Regions from separate parts of the Mus musculus genome. Here regions 1 and 3 are each linked to region 2. Evidence: chromatin contacts called from public Hi-C data. All regions are on one chromosome and are shown on one strand. Each heading gives the region's core, a stretch centred on a gene start, on an enhancer-like site or on the middle of the called end of the contact. The rest is flanking DNA. Distances are from core to core; before and after follow the strand shown. Region 1 holds the start of Klf4 (Kruppel-like factor 4 (gut)). Region 2 has its middle 78 kb from the start of Gm34482. Region 3 has its middle 93 kb from the start of Gm42291.

Evidence for each region. A called contact is a pair of places that touch in the nucleus more often than the background predicts.
Region 1: a contact with region 2 is called in a Hi-C map of epidermal suprabasal cells, with 2.4 times the contacts expected there. The contact joins the promoter of Klf4 here to the enhancer-like site in region 2. A contact is called at or near these places in 8 of 39 promoter capture datasets (the 3T3-L1 cell line, embryonic stem cells, hippocampal neurons and 3 more), 5 of 484 Hi-C or Micro-C datasets (bone marrow-derived macrophages, cortical neurons, epidermal suprabasal cells and 1 more), 7 of 115 datasets of contacts at active chromatin or transcription factors (craniofacial prominence, embryonic forebrain, embryonic stem cells and 4 more) and 2 of 9 other capture datasets (adipose tissue and embryonic stem cells).
Region 3: a Hi-C map of muscle stem cells shows a contact between it and region 2, with 2.6 times the contacts expected there. The contact joins two enhancer-like sites. A contact is called at or near these places in 1 of 15 datasets of contacts at CTCF or cohesin (large pre-B cells), 4 of 484 Hi-C or Micro-C datasets (bone marrow-derived macrophages, cardiomyocytes, cortical neurons and 1 more) and 2 of 115 datasets of contacts at active chromatin or transcription factors (bone marrow-derived macrophages and large pre-B cells).

What each region holds. Positions count from the first base shown.
Region 1 is chr4:55,531,188-55,534,754 of GRCm38.p6, reverse strand. It overlaps Klf4 (Kruppel-like factor 4 (gut)), which reads left to right and starts at 2,280. Exons shown (of 5, transcript NM_010637.3): 1 at 2,280-2,888; 2 at 3,005-3,125. The coding sequence starts at 2,884. It overlaps Gm12506 (a long non-coding RNA gene), which reads right to left and starts at 2,045. Exons shown (of 5, transcript XR_390585.4): 1 at 1-2,045.
Region 2 is chr4:55,873,944-55,877,148 of GRCm38.p6, reverse strand. No RefSeq gene overlaps it. Among named protein-coding and RNA genes, the nearest start is that of Gm34482, 78 kb to the left of the region's middle. Within about 2 kb of position 1,723, at least 28 of the 459 cell types and tissues checked have an H3K27ac peak or open chromatin away from gene starts, as enhancers often do. A contact at or near this core is called in epidermal suprabasal cells, fibro-adipogenic progenitors and muscle stem cells, where this site is marked.
Region 3 is chr4:56,220,875-56,224,103 of GRCm38.p6, reverse strand. No RefSeq gene overlaps it. Among named protein-coding and RNA genes, the nearest start is that of Gm42291, 93 kb to the left of the region's middle. Within about 2 kb of position 1,888, at least 165 of the 459 cell types and tissues checked have an H3K27ac peak or open chromatin away from gene starts, as enhancers often do. A contact at or near this core is called in muscle stem cells, where this site is marked.

The sequences.
Region 1 (3,567 bases), core at 1,031-3,530, 340 kb after region 2:
TAGAAATCTGGGATGAATATACAGATTTCCTCTTATGATGCAATCGCAAGAAGAACCCGTGTGTTGCCTGCTGGCTTTTATCCTCCAGAAGGCTGTTGGGAAACTTCATCTTTTTCAGTTGCGTTTCAGAATCTTGCCTTGATTATATGACATAATAATAGTGGCTCTCCAATTCATCTGTGAAATCTTTTTTCATTGTGGTGGTTACTGGTTAGATGGTCAAGAGGGGGGAGGGACTACTGTCCTAGGTAAATAAAAACCACCGAGCTGAAAGAGTTTAGGGCCCTGACTGACTTTATGTGTTTACATCCTCATCTAAGTTCATCGAGGGTTTGAGACCTTGGCCTTAAAGTGGCTCACTTTACAAAGTAATGCTCAATCCTAGCTTTCCAAGCCAGAATTTTTTTCTTTCTTTCTTGACACCACAATGGGGGCGAAGGGGTGGGAACAGGTGTTCTTTTTGTTGTTCCTTTGTTTGAACGAGTAATATTTTCAGAGTTAAACTGGCCTAGTTCCAAGGGAATGGGGATGAACCCCTCGAGGTCACGTGAAGGGGGAGCGCCACTTTCCAGGCGAAGTCGGGCTCTTCCCCACCCCTTAGCGCGCCTAGTCCTCTGCCAAAACCAAGAGAAAGGATGAAAAGTCCTTCCTCAAAGGCTCCCAGCTCGAGCCCTGCCTTTGACAGACTGACTGGGCAGCCCCACTTCATTGGGAAGAGATGCATTCCAAGAGCGCTTCTGTGGTCGGCCAGAAGTGGAAAATTCAGGATGACAAATATTCCGAAGAAAACTAATATAGGTCCCAAGGATTCCGGGACTCAAACAGGTGAAACGACAGAGGACGTGGCACCGACGCCCCGAGAGGAGCGAGTGCACACGCTGCCTATGCTGGAGCATCGACCCCCTTTCCCGAGTGCCTTTCTTCAGTCCCCGCCCTCAGCTGTCTCCGCCAGGGTTCAACCATGAGGGCGGCGGAGCCCAACTCTGCTCCCCAATCCAAAATAAACACCTAGCCTTAAAAAAAAAAAAAAAGTAAACCTAGTTTAGCGAGTTATACTGAACACCACACTCACGGTTTTTGTTTTGTTTTAAGTACTTGGTAGAGATGAGGGCGAAAACCTTTCCCGGCTGGAAAATTACTGAGGGTAGTGGGGAATGGGAAAAGGAGTAATAAGACTAAAACAAAGACTGCCTTTTCCCCTCCCGGTAGGCAAGGGCCTGAGGTGCCACTTTGGAGCACTAGGGTCCCATTGCAGCGCTCCTCTTCCCAGCGCAGGATCACCTCCCAGTGAAGTCCCTTTGAGTGGGTTGGCTAGCTCAGAACCTAAGTTGATGGGAGCGAGTTGTCCTATGACCTTTACCTCGCCGCTTCACCTCTTTATGACTCACTTCTCATCTTCAAAATGAAGAGTGCGAGTGCGTAGCTTGTAAAGAGCTTTGAGATCCCTGGTGAAAGGTATCTCCGCGCCTCGGTCCCTCTCCGCGTTCCCACTCCCCCACCCCCAATGTAAATCTGGAACGCCTTCCTTGTTCCTTCCATTATCAAGATGACTACGTGCCCAATCCCGGCCGCTCTCTTTCATAGCAGGCGCGGAACCCCTTCTCCTAGCTTCTGAGATTCCTAGCGCCCCCCCCCAATCACCCGGCCCTCACCCCCACCCTACGGGAGGCCCCACTGGCACCCGCGCCAGGCCAGGCCCTGCGCCGACACGGCCCGGCGTCTGCGTGCGTATGCGAGAGAGGGCGGGCTGGATGAGTCACGCGGATAATCGCGCTCTCGAGTGCGCAGACGACAGGACAAGCGCGTACGCGAGCAGGGGTAGGGGCGCGCCGCCTCTTCCCCCCCACACACACACACCCCCAACCTCCTGTCCCCCGCCAGGGTTCCCGTGGCAGGACTTTCGAGCCCAGGGAACCGACCGTGGCCGCCCAGAGGACCCCGAGTAGCGCGGCCACGGGAGCCACGCCGTACTCCCAGCGCCGGAGCCGCCGTCGCCGCCACCGCCGCCGGCGTCAGCACGGCTCCAGCCCGCCAGCTGCCTGGCTGGCGTCACGGCCTGGCCCCGCCCCGCCCGCGCCCCTCCCTCGCCCCCGCCCCCACGTGCGCGGAGTTTGTTTATTTAGCTACCATGGCAACGCGCAGTGGGGGCTGCGGGAAGGCGGGGAGAAGAAAGGCAGGGGGCGGGGCCTGGCGGCGGAGCCCCGCGCGCCGCCACAGGGAGGAGGCGGGGAGCAAGCGAGCGAGAAGTTATAAGTAAGAAGCGCGCGGCGGCCGCCGGCAGTTCCCCGGCCAAGAGAGCGAGCGCGGCTCCGGGCGCGCGGGGAGCAGAGGCGGTGGCGGGCGGCGGCGGCACCCGGAGCCGCCGAGTGCCCCTCCCCGCCCCTCCAGCCCCCCACCCAGCAACCCGCCCGTGACCCGCGCCCATGGCCGCGCGCACCCGGCACAGTCCCCAGGACTCCGCACCCCGCGCCACCGCCCAGCTCGCAGTTCCGCGCCACCGCGGCCATTCTCACCTGGCGGCGCCGCCCGCCCACCGCCCGGACCACAGCCCCCGCGCCGCCGACAGCCACAGTGGCCGCGACAACGGTGGGGGACACTGCTGAGTCCAAGAGCGTGCAGCCTGGCCATCGGACCTACTTATCTGCCTTGCTGATTGTCTATTTTTATAAGAGTTTACAACTTTTCTAAGAATTTTTGTATACAAAGGAACTTTTTTAAAGACATCGCCGGTTTATATTGAATCCAAAGAAGAAGGATCTCGGGCAATCTGGGGGTTTTGGTTTGAGGTTTTGTTTCTAAAGTTTTTAATCTTCGTTGACTTTGGGGCTCAGGTACCCCTCTCTCTTCTTCGGACTCCGGAGGACCTTCTGGGCCCCCACATTAATGAGGTAGGTGAGATGTTGGACTTGGGAACAGAAAGGGGTGAGGATTGGAGGGAAGCTTCGGAGCAGTGGCCAGGGTGTCCCCTGACTCCTGGTCCCTGTGCGCCCCGCCCGGCCCGCAGGCAGCCACCTGGCGAGTCTGACATGGCTGTCAGCGACGCTCTGCTCCCGTCCTTCTCCACGTTCGCGTCCGGCCCGGCGGGAAGGGAGAAGACACTGCGTCCAGCAGGTGCCCCGACTAACGTGAGTGTCGCGCTAGTGCCCTGTAGATTTCTGCAGATGGGGTGGGGTGTATGGGCGGAATCCGGGGGTCACCAAGAGTCCTTGGTTAGGACAAGGATTGCCCTCCATTGGAACTCTACAGCCTTCCGAGGTGGCTCCTCGGCCCTTGAGTCGGCCTTAAGTGCGTGTGGTCCCGGCACTGCGGTACCGCCAGGGGCGCACAGCGGTTCCCCACTAGTCTTCGGGCGTCCGGACCGTGGGGTGGGCGCACTCAGTCCACTATATTTTAGGTGGACAAGTCTCGAGACCCTTTGGGCCGGAGTGATCGTAGCGCGTGGGCGACCCGGTGGCTATGGTGCATGGGGAGAAAGCCACCGTGTCCCAGTGTCCCAATTCCGTGGGCGGCTGGAGCGTCCCGCGGATCTGGCGGGGAAGAGGACTGGGCTGGTGGAGCGACGGCACT
Region 2 (3,205 bases), core at 474-2,973:
CCTGAAAACTGAAAAGCAGATCTATACTCACTGTGTACCTGGCCTGATAGTTTCTTTTCTGCCCTCCTGCTTTGAGAATTGGACTGTGATGATGGGGGTAAGACTTCTTTTTTTTTTCCATTTTTTTTTAATTAGGTATTTTCTTCATTGACGAGAACAAAGTAAATGACATGAGGGCAATTCACTTTAACCCTTTGATCTCTGTAAAGAAAAATCAACTCTGGAGACTAAACGAACACCCAAAAGTGAGGATGGAAGTGGACATGAGGTGGAGATCAAGACAAGAAGCAAACACCATCAATTCCCGTTCCTGAAGAGCTAGCTGATGTGTCTAGGGAGGGAGGCATGGCCCTAGGGGAGGGTATCTGACATGCCAGGCTCAGACTGTGTCATCTCCACTCTGCTCAGCAACCTCATGACACAGTTGTAGCTCATGCATATCTTATGGGTAGAGGGGATGCTCCAGGAGATGCAGAGGCCCTGAGCATGCACAGCTTCTGACTGGTTCTGTGCACAATCCATGCCATCAGTGAGTATTCAAGCTCAAGCAAGCACTTACTTTTGATATATTTTTAAAGAATGAGTTTACAATTTTAAAAATGAGTTGCTGAGCAAAATGAAGCCACACCCCCTTGTTCCATTTGCCATGTGACACCGCAGAGAAAGGTGTGGATGTCACCAGAAGGTCTGCCTTGTTTGCACAGAAGTCATATTCTTACTTGCCATATGCACTAGCTCATACTTCTTAGATGTTCAAGTTTACATGCTATAGGAAGACAAGAGCCTACGGTAAGAAAATCGTGAGTCAAAATTTGAAAGGCATTTTCTTTTATTTATATATGCATTTTGTGCATGCACAGACCTATACATGCAATGATATATGTGTGCATATGCATACACATGTGCATGCACGGAGCCAGAATAAGCACAATAGCATATTCCCTGAAACTCGGGAACTCACGATCTGTCAGGACTTCTAAGAGGAAAAAAAAAGTGAAGAATTACAGGGAGTCCATGGAATTCATAAAGAGAATTGGACTGATTCTTACAGCTTTGGGACTACATTTGTTCAGTGTTGGGGGGTGGAGCAGTACTGGAAGTGAGCCTCAGTTTATACCTTTTGGGCCATTAGGAACTTCCCAATGGCCTGATCAAGACAAAAGGGATTCCCTCATCAGGGAATGAGTTTCCCATCACCAGAAATATGTAAGGAAAGGCTGGGAAACCACACAACAGGGATGCTGCAAAGAGAAAGCCAAATATCAAGAGGAAGCTGGGGTCAGGAAAGACTGGGATGGCTAGAGGCTTTCAACATCCTCAACAGCCTAGCCACGGAACTGGAGAAAGACCCAAACTGGTTTTAAAAAGATCTCATGAGCAGCACTTTATTGGCCGTATCTCTAACTATCCCTTGTCAGTATGGGGCACCAAAGGACCTACTTACACATTGCTTTGGAATACCCCCTCAGTCTTCGCAGCTGACAAAACTCCACTTACGCTGATTAATGCTCTGATCCTTCCAACTGCCCCACCAGTCAGCTTCCCAGAGGAGGCTCCAAGAGGTGATGAGCGCTGCCCAAAATGACGCAGCTGGTAAATGACATATCCTCCTGGCACCATGCACTGGTATTCTTGCCAGTGTAGTTTGACTGCCTCTACTCTGGGCCAAGGACTGGGCGAGCACCCAGGATCCCAAGCCGGCTTCTGACATCTGTGTCGTCCTCCTCTCGTGGCTCATACGTAAAGGGAATGTTTGCCCGGCTTGCTCCTGCCAGGTACCAGCTCACTACTCACGTAGAGGACTCTTTTACGTCCCCAGGAGTCCTTCCTAGGGAAATAACACTGGACTCCTGAGAAGCCCAGATTATTTGACTCTCCAGGCAAGCTAATGAACTGTTTGAGACTTAAGATTCAGGAAGCCCTACAGCATGGGGAGAAGACAACGCAGGCCAGAAGAACAGAGAGGTGCAGCCCCTCCTCCTGTAGCCTGCCTTCTGCTCACCGGTTACCACCTCTCTGGAGTGGCACTTCCACCTGCCCGAGGCCATTCCTCCTTGGGCAGGGAGCCCATCAGATTTTACAAGCCAGGCAGGGTCAGGCCTAGTGAAAACGTGAATGGGAATGCCCAGAACAACAAAGGCAGCAGGCGTTTTCCCTCGGAAGATGGGGTGAGCCAAGCCACAGACTGCCAGTTATGGGGCATCCAGAGCATGACCTCTGCAAAACCCCTAAATGAACACCAACTGAGGACATACCTGCTGGGATTAGCGAAGTTTTATCAAAACTCCCCTACCTCCGCAGAAGTGGTATAATTCCGACGATTTTGATGAAGTAAAATCACTTTGAATTACTAGAAGACAACTAAGCTAGCAAATCAGAACTATATATAAATCAGGGTGGGGAAAACGATTTCAGAATGCCACAGAGTAACTGTTTTAGGCTTCGTGGACATAATAGTTTTATAGTGTGAAAACTCCATAGGAGATATGGAAATGGATGTGTGTGCCTGGTTTAAAAAAAAAAAGAACAACCTTGCATTAATACACACAAACTGGAATTTTGTGTAATTTCCGTACATCATAAAATGTGTTCTTCTTTGATTCTTTTGACAGCCATTCAAAGTTGTAAAAACGACACTTTTAGCTCATAGCTGTAAGAGAACAGATGGGATGAGTTCATCTTGGAGGCTTCGGTTTTCCTGTTTCTCTTCTGAGGCAACACTTCTCAACTATATATGGCAAGCAGGCCATTTGTAAAGATTTTCGAGCTTTCTTGCTCATACATTTGTAAATGTATATAAAAATGGGCTACAAAAAAAACCCAAAAAACAAAAACAACAACAAAAAAAAACAGGCCAAGAGGAAAGAGAAGGGTCAGGAGTGATAGCACCAGCCTATGGTCCCAGCACTGTGCAGGGGGTTGGGGAAGGTCCTGGCCAGCCTGGGCTACATGGTGAAGACCCGTTTCAAACAAATAAACAGTCTTGGTCTTATTGATGAGTTCCGGTGTAAACAAATAGGAAGGAGATAAAGAAAAGGAGGGAGAGAGGGAAGAGCAGGAAGGCAGAAGGGAAGGAAAAAGAAGGAAGCAGAGAGAAAGGAAAAGGAGAGAGGAAAGAGAATGAGAAAGAAGAAAAGAGTTGAGAGAGAGAGAGAGATTATGAATATAATGGTTAATTATATCTGTGGGCTTGACTCGATAGTAC
Region 3 (3,229 bases), core at 639-3,138, 350 kb before region 2:
ATCTTTGCTTTTCAGACCGCACTGGGGTCGTGTCTACTTTGGTATTTTCCTGTGTGGAAGCCTCAGCGGAGTTCTGTTCCTTCAGGATTCTACCTCCATGCCATGTTGACTCTGAAGGGAAGTTGAAAGCAGTCTGTCAAGGTCAGTGGTACACTTGTCAGCCATTAGTCTGGGACAGGGTAAGAAAAGAAGTGCTTGATTGGCAATGCTTGGTTATATTTTGGTGGAAGTACTTTTGTGATAGTGTATTTCAAACTCCCAACATGTGAATGTATTTGCAGAGTTCCTGGAAATATGAACTCTGCCTCCACAAGCCTTCTCTGTCAGTCTCTGGCACACCTCTGAAGCTCTTTGAAGAGAGAGAGAGGACTAGAGTTGGGAGAGGTGGTTAATTCTGCTAAAAATACCAGACTCTCGGGAGCGGGGGAGATACAGTGTTTATAAAGCAAAACATGAGGTCCTGCGTTTGATCCCCAGACCCCACATGGCCATGGTTGTTTCTTTGTAACCCCAGCAAAGGGGAAGCAGCAGTGATAGATTCCTGGGACTTGCTGGTCAGCCAGTTTACCTATCTGGTAAATTCCAGGTTATTGAGCTATCCTGTCTGAAAATACTGGTGGACAGCATTCTTGACAGACAGCACCAATGTGGTTCATGTCATGTTGATTGTGTTGTTGTTCTGTTTTAGATAAAGCTTGTCCAGATTGAATATTCCCAATCTGTTAATGTTTAGCTTACAATACAGGACTCAACAGAAGTGTTCTTCCAGGTGGGGACCAATGTGTGTCTATGTGTGGGCGTGCATGCTCCACGTGGAACATGGAGAAACAACAAGATTCATGTAGAGCACTGGAAGAAGCCAGGCCAATTTAAACACAGGTCATCCTGGTCTTTGCTACAAATCTTGATGGGACTCTGAAGTCCTTTTCCAGATCCTTAGAATCTTTTTTTTCTCTGTTTTTATTAGGTATTTTCCTTGTTTACATTTCCAATGCTATCCCAAAAGTCCCCCATACCAACCCCCCCCCAATTTTGGCCCTGGCGTTCCCCTGTACTGGGGCATATAAAGTTTGCAAGTCCAAAGGGCCTCTCTTTCCAGTGATGGCTGACTAGGCCATCTTTTGATACATATGCAGCTAGAGACAAAAGCTCCGGGGTACTGGTTAGTTCATAATGTTGTTCCACCTATAGGGTTGCAGTTCCCTTTAGCTCCTTGGGTACTTTCTCTAGCTCCTCCATTGGGGGCCGTGTGACCCATCCAATAGCTGACCGTGAGCATCCACTTCTGAACTTAGAATCTTAATAAACAGGCTTGGAGAAGTGTTGAGAACAGGGAACCTGATGTGAGCTTAGCATTAGCATGTTCTGATAAAGCTACTGGAACAAAGTCAGGGCTGCTGGATGCCTTAGGGACTAGAGTCTATGACGACATGGGGCAACCACTAGGTGGGGCTGTGGCCGAGGGGACTCCAGGGTTTCTTTTATGTGGGTTCCAGTTTCTATTTCCTTATTCTCACTCTCTCCTTTTCTGTTCTTCTCTCTCCCTTGCTGCTTATCCTGTAGCTGTCTTAGCTGAAGAAGCCTGGGTTAGCCACCTCCTTGTGCACTGATCTCTACAGCTTGCTATAGCAGGGACCTGGGGCCTCAGCCTTCTCCTGTAGGCTGGGACACTGGGTGGAATGCTCAACTCTACTCTCCCCTGCAGTTTGTTTTGTTTTGTTGTTTTGTTTCGATTCGTTTCTTTTCTCTTCCAACATTCTCAGCTCCAGTCTTCAATCTGAAGATGGATAAATAAACAAATCGAAACTGAAATTGAACATTGGCCCCAAAGTGAGGACATCTGGGAGGCTTTTAGGGAAATGTACGTGCTTGCTGGGTTTCCGGTTACATATTTTATGTTGCCTGGTAACAGAGCTCACAGTTCACTTTCTGGCTTTCTTCTCCCCCATCCCCTGTTTATAGTGTAATTACTGCCGTGACTTCATAATCCCCCAGTGAACAGCTGTCAGGGGGGCCCAACTGCTGAATAAACAGGGCTATACAAGCTCTCCTCCACTGGCTGGTTTACTAAATAGATCAATATTTGGTTTGTAGGCAAAGAGATTAGGAGGTGGAAGTGTCTTTTGAAAAAGTCTGCTGGCTTCCCAGGGCCTCCCAGCACACCTGAGAATGTGGGAAAGAAAAACCAAGTTCATGGAGGGAAAAAAAAAAGGCCCATCCAAGCCTTTCACCTGCTGGAGACTTCCCAAGGAGCACTGTGTCTTTAGGAGGGCATCCTCTTCAGGAGGCATCTTAGGCTCTTAATTCTAAGTCCTAGAGAATTCTATTTTCTTCTTCCTCTACCTCCCTACCTCTCTTTCTGTCCTGGCCCGATCACATCCTCTTTAATCTTTCTAAATGGATATTATAGCCTCAGGGACTCCAAGAAGATTCAAGGATAAACAGGAGCTAAGCCCCTGAAATGCCAGGCTCCCTCCAATGCCATCTTCTCCGCACAAAAGCCCTGGTTAGAAATGCCATCAAGAGAGCAGCCTCTGAGGGTTCTTTGTCAAACTCAAGGTTTGTGTGACCCTCTGGGAAAGGGTTCTCTTGACCTTGATTTTTTTTTATGTGTAAGGAAAGGGCTGAAGGGCAGGGGGGCCCTGCCTGAAGTTTCTGGAGCCTTACAATCTAAACCTCTAGGCTGGCTGGCTCTAGGACCTGGGGCAAGTCCTTTGTGGATTTGTGCTCACACAGTCTGGGTCTAAAGGCTTCTTCCAGGTAGGAGTGAAGCAATGTCTAACTGAACAGAAGAGAGTTTACTGCAAAGGCCCAAAAGAGACTGGGAACTCCACAGAGTTGTCCTACCTTCCATGTGGAAAGGGGAGAGTTAACCTATTACTGTGATCATCAAAGGAGACAAAGGATGAATGGAATTTGCCTAGATTATGGTCTCTTTAAAACTAGCATTGTTTAATTTCTCCTGAAGCTAAAACCACAGTGAAGAAAGGCTTGGTTAAAAAATGGGACAGAAAGAGGAGATGCAGAGCTCCTTTTCTGTGTACAACTCCAGTAGATCCAACTTCACAAAGACAAAGGCACTGCACTAATTCAACTTGAGACTTAGCTATTCAGTGTCCTGGTGTTTCATCGTATTGTCTAGATACATTATGTCCCTATGTTGCAAATAATTGATGTTCAGAGGTCATCAAGACTGTTGTTGAGGGTCGGGCCATCTTTCAGATAAATA